2 separate regions of the Sus scrofa genome follow, and region 2 is linked to region 1. The links are chromatin contacts, called in public HiChIP or PLAC-seq maps. All regions are on one chromosome and are shown on one strand. The core of a region is the stretch at or near the end of the contact, and the rest is flanking DNA. Distances in the headings are between cores, read along the strand shown.

The links. HiChIP or PLAC-seq counts read pairs in DNA pulled down with a chosen protein or histone mark.
Region 2: a contact with region 1 is called in an H3K27ac HiChIP or PLAC-seq map of alveolar macrophages. The contact joins the promoter of IPP here to the enhancer-like site in region 1. A contact is called at or near these places in 5 of 47 Hi-C or Micro-C datasets (embryonic fibroblasts, liver, mesenchymal stem cells and 2 more) and 1 of 2 datasets of contacts at active chromatin or transcription factors (alveolar macrophages).

Annotation. Positions count from the first base shown.
Region 1 is chr6:165,510,730-165,518,215 of Sscrofa11.1, forward strand. It overlaps MAST2 (microtubule-associated serine/threonine-protein kinase 2), which reads right to left. Exons shown (of 34, transcript XM_021096724.1): 4 at 3,405-3,436. Among named protein-coding and RNA genes, the nearest start is that of MAST2, 110 kb to the right of the region's middle. Within about 2 kb of position 3,687, at least 33 of the 83 cell types and tissues checked have an H3K27ac peak or open chromatin away from gene starts, as enhancers often do. A contact at or near this core is called in alveolar macrophages, embryonic fibroblasts, liver and 2 more, where this site is marked.
Region 2 is chr6:165,666,097-165,673,582 of Sscrofa11.1, forward strand. IPP (actin-binding protein IPP) reads left to right here and starts at 4,957. Exons shown (of 9, transcript XM_021096725.1): 1 at 4,957-5,134.

The sequences.
Region 1 (7,486 bases), core at 2,437-4,936:
AATTACAACAACTGTTAAAGCTTCCCAGACTGGGCTACAAGGATAAGAAACAATGGGACAAATGGAAGGTCACTTGCATTATTAATATCAGTTTCTCCACATTTACTACAAAAATATAAGTATTAATTAAACCTATTTAAACACCTTATTATCTCTTTTTTGTCTTTTTTTGTTTTTTCTAGGGTCATACCTGTAGCATATGGGGGTTCCCAGGCTAGGGGTCAAACCAGAGCTACAGCTGCTGGCCACAGCCACAGCCACAGCCACAGCCACGCCAGATCGAGCCACATCTGCGACCTGCACCACATCTCATGGCAACAGTGGATCCTTAACCCACTGAGTTGAGCCAGGGATCAAATCCACATCCTCATAGATACTAGTCAGGTTCGTTCTTACCGCTGAGGCACAACGGGAACTCCCTCAAACACCTTGTGTTTTGTGGTTCTTACCTTCCTGGCTTCTCTACTGCAGATGCTAAGCTATGCTTTGCCTCCTACTGCACACTCCCTACAAAAACCTGGCCAGCTGTCTGCAGAAGAGGTACCATGGAGCTTCAATTATTTGGGGAGACGACTAAGCGTAGAGACCACGTAAGCCAGTCCCTTCATTTTACAAGTGAGACAATTCCAGCCCAGAAATTCCTGTTGAAACCACACACAACTTGGCGGTGGCAAAGCCGTGACAAGCGTCCATATTTCCCAGCTCCATCCGGAGTGAAACGTTTTCTACTCTCTAACATTAGAGATTATGCTGGACCCTCAATCGCTGGACCCTAGGGAACTCTGTGAGTTCTTTTATTAAAAAGTATTTCTTTCTGATCTTTATTAATTAAATATTTAAAGGCAATTAGAACAGACCTAACTTTTTATTTTTTTTGTCTTTTTGCCTTTTCGCCTTTTCTAGGGCCGCTCCCTGCAGCATATGGAGGTTCCCAGGCTAGGGGTCTAATCGGAGCTGTAGCCACCGGCCGACACCACAGCCACAGCAACTCGGGATCCAAGCCACGTCTGCAACCTACACCACAGCTCATGGCAACGCTGGATCCTTAACCCACTGAGCGAGGCCAGGGATGGAACCCGAAACATCATGGTTCCCACTTGGATTTGTTAACCACTGCGCCACAATGGGAACTCCTATTTTTTTATTTTATTTTATTTTTTTTGCTATTTTTTAGGGTCTCACCAGCAGCATATCAAAGTTCCCAGGTTAGGGATCGAAAAAGAGCTGTAGCTGTTGGCCTATGCCACAGTCACAGCAACGTGGGATCCGAGCCACATCTGCAATCTACACCACAGCTCATGGCAGCACCGGATCCTTAACCCACTGAATGAGGCCAGGGATCAAACCTGCATCCTCATGGATACTAGTCAGGTTTATTACCACTGAGCCACTATGGGAACTCCCCAGCCCTAACTTTAGATACCACTAAAAGAATCAAGAAATTCCTCTAGTTTAAAACTAAATTGATCCCCCAGTTCCTCTGGTTTCAAATAAAAATCATGTTCACAGGATATCCTTCCTTCTCAGCAAACTCTGTTCATTTAGAGACACACACCTTCCTGGAAGAAGCCGCCTTCCTTGTGCCTTAATTCATGTCACCTAGTCTTTTGCAAAGGCAAATCTCAGACAACTTCCAAATACAGGGAACCAAAGGAGAAAATGCCAGAAATAACATGAGAGTGACCGTATACAAGTGTTTGCTGAACACTGTGCTGAAAAGCCGCTCCCTTTTGACTCGTTACACCTACTCAGTGCCTCCCTCCACTAAGAGTCCCCGAGGTGCCCCTGCCCAGTGTGTACAAGGCCACTGAGATCCTCTGCTAGAAATGAACTTGAAGACAGAACTGCGGCTCTCAACTAAGACAATACATCCACTCTTAAACTCATGTATTTACAAGAATTCTGAAACTAATACACCTTAGAATAAAACTAAAAACTGAAGCACTATTGCATATGCTAAGTGATTCTTCTAATAGCTCTAAGAAAAAAAAAATCAGGTGGTACCATGATCTTTTTTTTTTTTTTCCCCAGCCTTTTGGCTTTTCTGGGGCCGCTCCCTCGGCATATGGAGGTTTCCAAGCTAGGGGTCTAATCAGAACTGGAGCTGCTGGCCTACACCACAGCAACTCGGGATCCGGGATCCGAGCCGCGTCTTCAGCCTACACCACAGCTCACGGCAGCGCCGGATCCTTAACCCACTGAGCAAGGCCAGGGATCGAACATGCAACCTCATGGTTCCCAGTTGGATTAGTTAACCACTGAGCCATGACAGGAACTCCGATACTCATTTTATAGATGAGGCAACTGACGAAATGAAGTGATTCATCTATGTTGCAAGCTATTTAAGTGACACTGCCAAGACTGAACCCTAAGATGTTTCTGACTGGTAACTCTAGTTTAATATCAAATCACAGTGAGCTTTCATAAAACAGCCAAAATGACCTGACGAGACTCTTTAGAGGACAGTCCTACTTAATCACTAGAGCATTTTTACAGAACAAAATCCCATAATGACAGGAACAGAAAGAATTACGTGTTCCACACATTTTTAAACATATATAATGTGTGTATAAAGTACACCTAATCAACAAATATGAATACTGTTGTGTCCTCCTCCGTAATTATGTATCATGCCTTTCTGCAAAGAAATTTTTCAAAGCCACTGTTTTATCATAGCCCTATTTCCTTAGTGTTACCCCAAATTTGGCTTCTTAGCAAATCATGGTAAGTGTGGGTGCAAATGTAAAAAAATAAAGGTTTTGGGGCCCCAACATGGTGATTCTAATTTAAATAAGTTTGGAATCTGCACGTGAACTGTTTATTACTATTTAAATGTGTATATTAATCTGCATAATAAGTATTCCAGATGATTCTAATGATCCAAATTACTGCCCCATTAGGAATTCTTAGAGAAAAAGCAGGCTAAGAAAATTTAAGAAATCAAAATCCAGGGACAATGATTATTCACGAATCTCCCTAGCCCTGAAGCCAGAAAAGAACAAGTGAAAGACAGCACTGTTCTAACCATGAACCCCAATTTAGTTTCTGCCCTTGCCCCCAGGTGTCAGAAAAGGTGGCCTCTCACTTCTCCCATAAGACAGATGAAGTCGCTGAGTTTTAATTTCAGCTTTCTCAGAAAACTCAGTAAACTCCAAAAAACATACACATAAGACTGTGACGGGTACTTAAATGTCCGCTATCCCCCAAATGCAAAAAGTGACACAGAAAAGAGGACGGGGGTGGAGAGTGAGGAAGGCGAGGGGAGGAGATGGCCCGGTGAGAGCGCCGGCCACGGGCGCAGACGAGACGCCTTGGGGAAGAAACCCGCCCGAGCGGAATTCCTCCCTCCGAGCCCAGCCCAGGAGGGACTCCTCAGCAGGAGATCGCGATCGCCGGCTACTTACAAGCTGCCTCTTCTCGGAAGGCTCAGCTCCTTCTGCAAAACAAAACACAAACGCAAGTTAGGGAGAAAGAAGGTTACATCTGAGTCTACGGGTCCGCCCTACACGTCCGAGGAGATTTACAGCAATGTCTTAAAAATGGCAAAGGTCAAATATTTCTAAATAATGTCTCCCTGTCTTTTAAATTTTAGGGAAATAAACAGTCTGGTCAGCCGTCATCTCATTCTTCCTTCCCAGAAAGCAACGTCTCCCAGGAGACTTGCAGCATTTTACCCACTAGATGGAAGCAGCTCGCCAGTGTGGGTGCCAGGCACTCACTGGACCAGCCATCGGCTGTAAAGGATTTATATCATCAGAGTGAGGGATGTGAAAGGAATGAAAGCGAATGTTTTTACTTCTGGTTTTTCTGGCCACGCCTGTGGCATGCAGAAGTTCTCAGGCTAGGGACTGAATCTGTGCCATAGCTGTTAACCTGAGCCACAGCAGTGATCAAGCCTGATCCTTAACCTGCTAAGCCACAACGGAACTTGTAGAATATTTTCTTTAATTAGAAAATATTGGGAGTTCCCTTCGTGGCTCAGTGGTTAATGAACCCAGCATTGTTGTGAGCTGTGGTGTAGGTCGGATACTGCCCTAAAAAGACAAAAAAAAGAAAATATTGTAGGCAGTTTCCACTGTGCCACAGTGTTAAGAATTCAACTGTAGCAGCTTGGGTCACTATGGAGGCAGAGGTTCAATCCCTGGATTGGCACAGTGGGTTAAAGGATCCACCATTGCTGCAGCTATGGTGTAGGTCGCAGCCACAGCTCAGATTCAATCCCTGGCCTGCGAACTTTCCTATGCTGAGGGTGCAGCCATTATTTAAAAAAAAAAAAAAGGAAAAAAAAAAAAAAAAAAAAAGGAGGAGTTCCTGTTGTGGCACAGCAGAAGCAAATCCGACCAGGAACCATGAGGTTGCTGGTTCAATCCCCGGCCTCACTCAGTGGGTTAAGGATCCGGCATTGCCATGAGCTGTGGTGTAGGTCACAGACACAGCCCGGATCCTGTGTTGCTGTGATTGTAGTGTAGGCTGGCGGCCACAACTCCGATTCGACCCCTAGTCTGGGAACCTCCATATGTCGTGAGTGCAGCCCTAAAAAGACAAAAAGACAAAAAGAAAAAGAAAAGAAAAGAAAGAAAATACAGCCAGAATACAATCATTTTTCAATATCTCCAAAGACAAAAATGCTTACAATTTCTTAAACAAAAACCCTGGATTTAGGTATGTTTTAGAAATTAGAATGGGGGGGTAATTAAAGAAACAGTATATGTGTGTGTGTATATATATATATATATATATTTTATATAACACCCTCAGCAAATACTGGTTCACCAACAAAATACATCAAACACATTAAAATTTCTCCAGTAAAATGTATGACAGGCACAATAAATGTTATAAAAACTGTGAAGAGTCTCAGTTCAGTTTTGTCAACAGAAGAGTTCGAATTAGATCACGTTTTAGTGCTAAATGAGTAACAGAAAAACTTCTTGGGTTTTGCTACTGCAATCTAAGCCACCCTGATGTCAGCCTCCCAAAGGTCTCACAACTGGTGAACCCCTCCTCTTTTTTTTTTTTTTTTTTTTTTTTTTTAGGCATGAAATAGATTTATTAGGAGAGGACAATTGTGAGGGATGCAAGCGGGCAGGCAAGGAGGCTCTGCCAACCCCCTCCTCCTCTATCCTTATCCCTCTGTGGTCTATTCTCAACAAAACAGCTCCTTTTAATTAGGGCTGCACTTGCAGCATATTGAAGCTCCCAGGCTATGGGTCAAATTGGAGCTACAGCTGCCAGCCTACACCACAACCATAACCACTCGGGATCTGAGCTGCGTCTGTGACCTAAAGCAATGAGGCTCACGGCAATTCAGGATCCTCAACCCACTGAGCAGGGCCAGGGATCAAACCTGCATCCTCATGGTTCCTAGTCTGGTTGTTCCCACTGAGCTACAATGAGAACTCCTTACAGTGATCCATTTTTTTAGGGCCAAACCCAAGCATATGGAGGCTCCCAGGTGAGGGGTCAAATCCAAGCTGCAGGCAGGTGCCAGTCTACACCACAGCCACAGCAACACCAGATCCGAGCCTCATCTGCAACCTACATCACTGCCCAATGCTACGCCAGATCCTTAAGCCACTGAGCAGGGCCAGGGACCGAACCTGCGTCTGCACGGACACCAGTGGGATTTGGTACTGCTGAGCCACAACAGGAACTCCCAGAGTGATCCTTTCAAACATCAGTTAGATCACAACACTCCTGGCTCAAAATCCTGGACTGAATCCCCCTTTCATTCAAGAATAAAATTCAGGAGTTTCAGCTGTGGCTCAGTGGGTCACAAACCTAACTAGTACCCATGAAGATGCCGTTCAATCCCTGGCCTCACTCAGTGAGTTAAGGCTCCCACTGAGTGGCACTGCTGTCAGCTACGGTGTAGGTCACAGATGCAGCTCGGATCCCTGCCAGCGCCCGAAGCTCTGATTCAATCTCTAGCCCAGGAACTTTCATTCGTAGCCCTAAAAAGCAGGGCGGAAAAAAAAAAAAAAAAGAATAAATGTCAAAGTCAACATAAATACCTAGATGGGTGACCCATTCCCCCTCCCAGTATCTCTCTGACCTCCTCTCTGCCCCTTGCAGACTCTAATCCAGCCACACAGCGCTCTTTTTTTTTTTTTTTTAAAGGGCCGTACCCATGGCATATGAGGTTCCCAGGCTAGGGGTCAAATCAGTGCTGCAGCTGTCAGCCTACGCCACAGTCACAGCAAGGCCAGATCCAAGCTGTGTCTGCGACCTACACCACAGTCAGGGCAACACCAGATCCTTAACCCACTGAGCGAGGCCAGGGATCAACCCCGAATCCTCATGGATGCGAGTCGGGTTCGTTAACCACTGAGCCACGACAGGAACTCCAATCCAGCCACACAGGACTCTTGCTCGCCAAACACTTCAGTCAGCCTTAAACTTACTCAGCCTTAAATCCTTGTGCTAATCTGTGCCCTCTGCCTATGACGCCCTCTCCCAGACACAGCTCCTTGGCTAACTCCCTACAGCCATGACATCGCTTGGCTCAATTTTCACCTGAGTTCTTGATGAAGCCCACTACCCTGACGGCTCTAGATAATATTACAACTTATCTTCCACCCCATCCCCCTTCCTCCGCTTTACTCTTATTTATAACCAATACACTTTCAATACACTTACCGCTTCCAACGTACTACGTAATTTACTCGTTTATTATGGTTATCGCTTATTTTTTTGTCTTCCTCCACTAGAATCTAAGCTCCATGCGTACAGGGATCTTAGTCTGTTTTGCTAATGCATCTCAATGACTTAGAACAGTGACTGGCAGGTAGTAGACGCTCCAAAATATTTGTTCAACAATTTCACACACTCTCCAATACCTGGTATTTGTTAAGACTGTTTAATTTTTGCCGACCCAATGACTGTGATCGTATCACAGTATGGTTTCAATTGGTACTTCCCATAATTACTAGTGAGGTTAAAAATGTTTCATGTATTTATTGGCCAATAGCGTTTCCTCCACCGTGAACCGCCTGTTCACAGTACTCCCGCAGTATCCGTGGGGAACTGGCTCCAGTACCCCCAGCAGATACCGAAATCTGCAGGTGTTCAAGTCCCTTCGGTGAAATGGTGTGCTCCAGCGTAGCAGCCCTCCACAGCCATGGCTGGGGAACCCACTGGTGCAGAGGGCTCAGGGTAGATCCCCGGCCTATTCTATTAGGTTTCCCAACTTTTTTCTTATTGAATTAAAGGCAGTTACCTGATATATCCTAGATACTAATTATTTGTAGATTATATTCACTGAAAATGTTCTCTCAGTCTTTTTACTTTTTTGAATGGAGTCAACAAAGAATTTAATTTTAATATAATCAAATTTATCATTCTCCTTTATAGTATCTGTTTTTACATAAAAGAAATACATCTCTGGAGTTCCCTTGTAGTGTAGTGGGTTAAGGATCCCACGTCGTCACTGCAGTGGCTCAGGCTGCTGTGGTGGCACAGGTTGGATCCCTGGCCTGGGAATTTC
Region 2 (7,486 bases), core at 3,707-6,206, 160 kb after region 1:
CTCCTCCATGCTCCTGCCTTAATCTTTGTCTGGGAATACCTGTCCACAGGAGATGGATTCCAGTTGCTCTGCCTAGGACCCATCTATCTCCAGGGCCACCATTTCCAAATATCATCACGTTGGGCGTTGGGGCCTCACCATACAAATTTGGGAGGATAAAATTCAGTCCGTAGCAGCCTATAAACATCTTTTTACTGCCTGATCTCATTCATAATCTGGGAATGTAAATGATAACAAAAACAAAATACCATTTTATACTCATCAGATTATACAACATTGAGACATCTGATGACATTGAGTGTTGGCAAGAATATGGAGCCAAGGAACTCTCATTTGCTGCTGGTGGTAATGTAAATTAGAAAAGAGTTTGGAAAATAAGTCTTTTCTAGTGAAATTGAAGATGCATATATCCTATGTTCCAGCAATTCTGCTCCTAGGTATTTTGGACCAAGAGTGCTGCCTGCCAAGCCGCTAGAAAAGGATGTCAGAGTCATCAGTGATTGTAGCTACCCCTGACGGTGAGCCCCGAGGGAACTCAGGAAGGAAACAAACAATACCTGCCGTCTAGCAGTCATCAGACTGCAGCCACCCCCATGGGGCAGCTCGAGGAAACTCAGGATGTGAAAACACAGGATGCTGGTCCCAGACACTTGAAGTGTGTATCAACGGAGTGACTTCAGTGAGCCGAGATTCTTGCATCGTCCCTACATAGAAAAGTGCTAAATTCCTTCAGATATCTAATTTTCTTTTTTTTTTTAAATTATTAGTATTATTATTATTGCTTTTTAGGGCCACATTTGCGGCATATGGAAGTTCCCAGGCTACGGGTCAAATCAGAGGTACAGGTGCTGGCCTACGCCACAGCCACAGCACCTCGGGGTCCCAGCCGTGTCTTCGACCTACACACAGCTCATGGCAATGCTGGATCCCCAACCCACTGATTGAGGCCAGGGATCGAACCTGCATCCTCACGGATACTAGTCGGATTTGTTTCCGCTTCACCACAACAGGCACTCCCTCTAGTTTTCTTTTTTCTTTTGTCTTTTTTGTCTTTTTCTAGGGCCGCACCCGAGGCATATGGAGATTCCCAGGCTAGGGGTCTAATCAGAGCTACAGCTGCTGGCCTACACCACAGCCACAGCAACGCCGGATGCTTAACCCACTGAGCAAGGACAGAGATCCAACCTGCAACCTCATGGTTCCTTGTCGGATTCTTTTCTGCTTCGCCATGACAGGAATTCTGACTTTTCTTTTATTAACAGTAATCTTGGAGTTCCCGTCGTGGCTCAGAGATTAAAGAATCCAACGAGGAACCATAAGGTTGCGGGTTCGATCCTTGGCCTCGCTCAGTGGGTTAAGGATCCGGCGTTGCCGTGAGCGGTGGTGTAGGTCACAGACAAGGCTCGGATCCTGTGTTGCTGTGGCTCTGGTGTAGGTCGGCAGCTATAGCTCTGATTCGACCCCTAGCCTGGGAACCTCCATATGCCTCGGGAGCAGCCCTAGAAAAGGCAAAAAGACAAAACAAACAAACAAAAAAACCCAGTAATCTTTTGTTCTTACTACCTAACCTTTGCTGCACAACTCCCACACATCTGACCTCCCTCCCCGCCTCCTCAGAGCAGTTTTCCAGGCTTCAAGTCCTAAGAGTGTCCACTGAATAAAACAAAGCCCTCAACTTCCAGGCTATGCATTTTTTTTTTTTTGTCTGCAATATATACTCTGAAGCATTTTTCAAATTGCTGGGTGCAATATAAGAGTAAATAGTGAAATTAATTTTAGTGGTGCTGGGGTATAATTTTCTGAAGGGTAAAATCATGAGTTTCACAGAAATATAAAATAAACACATGTCAAAATGTTATTTACGCATTAATTAATGAGGGAGGCAATAAAATGTTACAGGAGAGTTGTATGAGTCTGCTGAGACAAGAATATTAAAATAAATTTATTAAGAGGCAAAAGTGGTTTAATATACTATAGGTTAATAAAATATAACCTTTGAGGATATCTTTTAAGATGGACAAGAATTTTATATATATATCCCGCAGCATATGGAGGTTCCCAGGATAGGGGTCTAATTGGAGCTGCAGCCACTGGCCCACACCACAGCCACGGCACCACCAGATCCATACCGTGTCTCCAACCTATACCAGAGCTCACCGCAATGCTGGATCCCCAACCCACTGAGCAAGGCCAGGGATCGAACCCACAACCTCATGGTTCCTAGTCGGATTCATTTCTACTGCACCATGACAGGAACTCCAAGAATTACATTAAATATTATCAATTTTCATGTAAAATATCTTAGTCAGTAGAAAGACCGAGTGCAGGGAGCTGAGAAGATACAAGAAGCCGAGGAAGGGAGCTTGTCTGAACGGTACAATTCTGAGGGCAGGTTCCTAAACAAGGGGATGCCTGCCTGCACGACAATTCCGAGGACAGGCCCCAGAAGACAATAAGGCTCGCCCACTGACATAGGTGGAAAACTAAATTTCCCACGAAATAATTTCCATTTTGTGTTGCTGAGTGGGGATTGTTCCATGGATGACTTAGTCTTTGCTGTTATTCACTTGTTATTCAGTTTTCCTCAGTTTCCTGATTATTTACTTATTCTTCTTATTTTCCATTCTTATTTGCCTGTGGGGACTTGCGATTTAACAAAATTACAATAATAAAATAATAAGAATTTCATCCTGAAGGACTTTTCCCTATTCATATCCAACTTAATTAAAACATAGTGTTTATGTACTAACAAGTTATAGTAAACTTTAGAGTTAGGATTTTAATGAGGTTCATAGAAGTTATATATTATTCTGGATCAACAGAAACCCGGCTATGAGTTTTGTCCTTGATTTTAGAAGCTTCTAAGCGGTAGCTAATTAAGTTGATTTCTATTTTCTCATACTGTCTTCTTGCCATAATGCTTGAAGATATACATTAGTCTAAAAACAAGATTTGCAAATGCCAGATTTTTGTGTCTGTAACCTCTTCAGCTTGTGAAAAGTGGCTGGCCAAGAGACGGTTTGTGCTGAGTCTCCTTTTTCCCACATGACATGCTGCACCTGTTTGTCCTTGAATTGTACTCATTAGATTTAGTTAAACTGAAAATTTTAAAACCTGATGTATTGCTACTGTACCATGTGATCAAAAAACAAAGCCTGATCGTTAACCAATGTACTTTTAACACTATGATGTAATCTGTAGTGAAAAAGCTGTCTATATAATCAACCACTTACGCCAATAAAATCTGAGCAGTCCAGCGCCCTGGAAGAAGGGACAAAGAGGCTGTCTCCGTTCTTTTGCCGACGTCGTCCATCTCCGATCGGGATGTGTACACCCTGGCCGCCAGAGCTGGCCTCCGGCAACCGAGGTCCCTATGGATTCAAATCCTTCCAGTGTCACCTAGGCAATGCCCAGGCTTACATTGAAAAGCAATCTCTTTTGCTCATTTCTAAGTCTTTGACAACTTTTCTTGACAATGGTTCCCTTTTAGAATTGGGGGGTAATGAAATAAAAAAGAAGGAATAGAAACAGTGCTGAGAGTATAAATAGTTTTGGGGCCCAGGGTAGGCTGCCCCAAAATGTGCCTCAGTGGTGTACTGATTATTTTGAATTAAAGTTACTTAAGGCGTTGTGGCTCAGCAGAAACGAATCTGACTAGTATCCATGAAGACGCAGGTTCCATCCCCGCCCTCACTCAGGGGGTTAAGGATCGGGCGTTGCCGTGAGCCGTGGTGTAGGTCAAAGGGGCGCCTCAGATCTGGCATTGCTGTGGCTGTGGTGTAGGCCGGCAGTACAGCTCTGATTTGACCCCTAGCCTGGGAACCTTCACATGCTGTGGGTGCAGCCCTTAAAAAAAAAAAGACCAAAAGAAAGTTACTTAAGAGATGGCAAGAGGGACACTCCGACTGTCCTTTCTATCTTCCTGAAAGCAGGAACTAAATCTCTCATGCGAAATGGGCACCCCAAGGACAAGCCCAAACTCTGTTCAGATGCTTCACTGATTGACTTCTTTGTCCTGTGAATTCCTCATAAATGTATTGTTTCTCCGTCTAAAAAGTATAAAAGCTGCCTGCTTTGCCCACTTCTTAGGCCCCATTGCTCTGAGACTTCTCTGTGAACAGCTAGCTTTTGTTTCTTTTTTCCCGTTAACCTATCCTGTGTCAGTGTTACTACTAGTCCAGCCGCAAGAACTCAGGGTGGGTAGAGGGGACTACTTCCCCTCCCCGGCATAATTTGGCGAGATTTTTGCTTCAGATGTGGATTATCTACAGGGTACATACGTGGTAGCATTGGGTTTGATGCAGCATGTTTTAGTCCCTGTGGGCTGGGGTCAGAAAGCTTGAACGCCGTTTTTAAATGTGCCATATTGTGAGGTTCTCCAGTTTGAACAACCGCACGGCTTGAGCTGTCCATTTGGTCCAAGGAGGCCTCCATTCACAGTGCGGGGCCAGTCAGGCAGGGACCCCGAGGACCATCCCAGTGAATGGTAAGGAGCAGAGAAGTGGCAGGCCGGCCACTGGGTGTGTGCGTGCGTGGGTGTGTAGGTGGGTGTGTAGGTGTGTGGGGGTGTGTAGGTGCGTGTGTAGGTGTGTGTGTGGGTGTGTAGGTGGTGTGTAGGTGTGTGTGTGTGGGTGTGTAGGTGTGTGCGGGTGTGAGCGGCAGACCGGCCACTGGGTGTGCGTGGGTGTGTGCGTGCGTGCGTGTGTGTGTGTGCGTGTGTGTCCCTGTGTGTCACCAGCACAGACGTTCGCTAGCTGCTGAGACGCCACGAAATTCCAGAGCGGGTCGGCGGAGGCGAAAGGCCGGGCCGGCCAGCCTCGGGGGGCGCGCGTCCGGCTCGGCCGCGGGGCCTCCTCGGCGGGGAGCAGGCACGAGGCGCGCGCCCGGCCGCGCGGCCCCGGGAGCGGCGGCGCCCCAGGAGCGGAAGCGCAGTGCGCCTGCGCAGACGCGCCGGCCGGCCGGGCGGAGAGGCCCCGTCGCCGGCCCCGCCTCGCCCCAGCGTTCAGCGGCGGGTCCTGCGCGGGGTGCGCGGCCTCGTCGCCCCGCCGGCCTGCCCCGCCCCCTCCGCGCGCGCGCTGGTCGCGACTGCGCGCGCCGAGCCTGCGCGGGCGCCGGCGGGAAGGGGAAGCGGCGGGTAAGGAGGGCCCGCGTCCCGGGGGTGTCTCTGGCGGGGTGGGGACTTTCCTCTTCGGCTCCCCCCGGCCCTGGGGACCCTTGAGGAGCGGAGTGCGAGGAGCCTCTGCAACCGGCTTCCCCCCCCCGGCGGTTCAGGTGTGCCGGATAATCGACGTGTTTTCGCCCAAACCGTAGCGTCGTCTGCGCGCGTCCGCGCCTGCATCTCCTCTCCCCGCCCCCACCGGGGAAGCCGAGGCCGAGCTCCCGCTGGTCCGCGGTCACCTGGTGCGGCCCGGACGCCTGCCCCGCGATTTAGGTCGCGCCGGAATGTTTATCTGCCTTTAGTGTCTCGGCAGCTTAGGAGTAGCTCTCCGGGTCCAGCCCCCAAGTGAAGCACAAAGGCCTCATTTGTTTTGACGCTGGCTCGTCTTGACATTCTTTCTGACACCCTGTGCTGAATAAAGCAGCCTCCATGTGCTCTTGGTAGTGAATTCGAGGCCACTGAACATAGGTCCCTGTTTTCTTCCTCTGGGCGTTTCCTAATCTGTCGTTCAAGTTCGTATCTCTTGGGGCACATACCTCACATCCCTGTGCAACGTCCCCAAATTATGTGCTTTCCTTTTAGGAAAAAAAACTCACCACCTGCTGCCTTGTGGAATGAAGTACCCCACTGGCAGTGGGGTAGTATCAGCAGTTACTAAGAAGCATACTAAGAGTTTTCTACTGTCACTGCCAAAGTGGATTCAGTAACTTTGGGAGGTTTTTTGGTAGCAAGAGGCAGCATTTTAGCACAATGGCTGTGCTTGATGCCTTGAAGTTGGGGGCAGAGAAGGTACCTTGTAATTAACAAACCACTAGGGTCCAAAATCTGCTGATGGAAGAAGAAATCTGAAACAAAAAAGCACAACAGCCATGCCATGTTTAATAATATCTACAGGTCAGATTTCTATGTAGAGACAAATACACTGCCTTTATATGCCAGTTAAATGTAATATGTTGACAGTCACATAGCACTGATGTGAAGTTTTAGCTGCTCCGTTGGAACTTTTCAATCAAATTTCTCAGGTTAATTCCTAGATAATAGTGATAATCAGCTTAGTTATTTTTACTTTGATAAGTGTGATTGACTGCTATAAACGGAACCACTTTTCTCTTTTTTAGATTTATTATTATTTATTATTGTCTTTTGTGTTTTGGGGGCCACACCCACGGCATATGGAGATTCCCAAGCTAGGGGTCTAACCGGAGCTGCAGCTGCCATCCTGTGCCACAACCACAGCAACGCCAGATCCAAGCCGCATCTGCGAACTACACCACAGTTCATGGCAACGCCAGATCCTTAACCCACTGAGTGAGGCTAGGGATTGAACCCGCAATCTCGTGGTTCCCAGTCGGATTTGTTTCTGCTGCACCACAACGGGAACTCCCGCACCACTTTTTTCTGACATCAGACACCATTTCTGTCAAGTCATTATCAGTTTTCCCTGACGCCTAAATGCCTTAGATTTATTTCCCCTGTGCTTCATCTCCATATCTTTTATATTACTGGATCTCATGGCTTCTTTCTTTCTTCCTTTCTTTCTTTTTTTTTTGGGGGGGGTGTCCTCTTTTTAGGGCTACACCTGCGGCATGTAGAAGTTCCCAGGTTAGGAGTCGCATCAGAGCTGCAGCTGCCAGCCTACACCACAGCCACAACAAAGCTGGATGCTTAACCCACTGAGCAAGACCGGAGATCGACCCCAAATCCTCATGGATCCTAGTCAGGTCCGTTAGCACTGAGTTCCGCTGAACTCCTGGAGGGCTGTTTTCTAAGACTTTGCTCCCTCTTAGGTCATCCCCCTGAAGGCTCAAATAACAGTTCTGAACTGTTGTCATGTTTATTCTCTTTAAACCTATAAAAGTTTACATCCAAATTTTTGTGCTTGGGTTTCAACGCCCTTTCTCTATAACCTGACTCCATAATTCCTATGCACCTTGTATGGTGGGGAAAAAAATCCAAGATTTAGAGTAAGAAGACCTGGGTTCAAGTACTAGAGCTGTCATTATCCTAACACTATGTCCTTGGGAAACTAAGCTTCAAGTTCCTTCTCTCATTTCAAATAATAATATCTTGTCTTCCAGCCTCTTAATTATTGTGAGAATTACAATTGGCATAATGTGTGGAAAAGCTATCAGAATTAGAAAACAACCTAAGCTGCTGTGGTTATTTCTTTGTGCTCATTTATTTCACAAACGTGAAAACAGTATGTGTTGTTAGATTTTGTTGGAGTATTAAGTTCAAAGAGGATTATAGGAGGTGGGATTGGATAGCTCGACAGAGGTCGAAACTTGATAGGCTTTGTGTGCTAGGAGACGTACATAAATTGAAGTA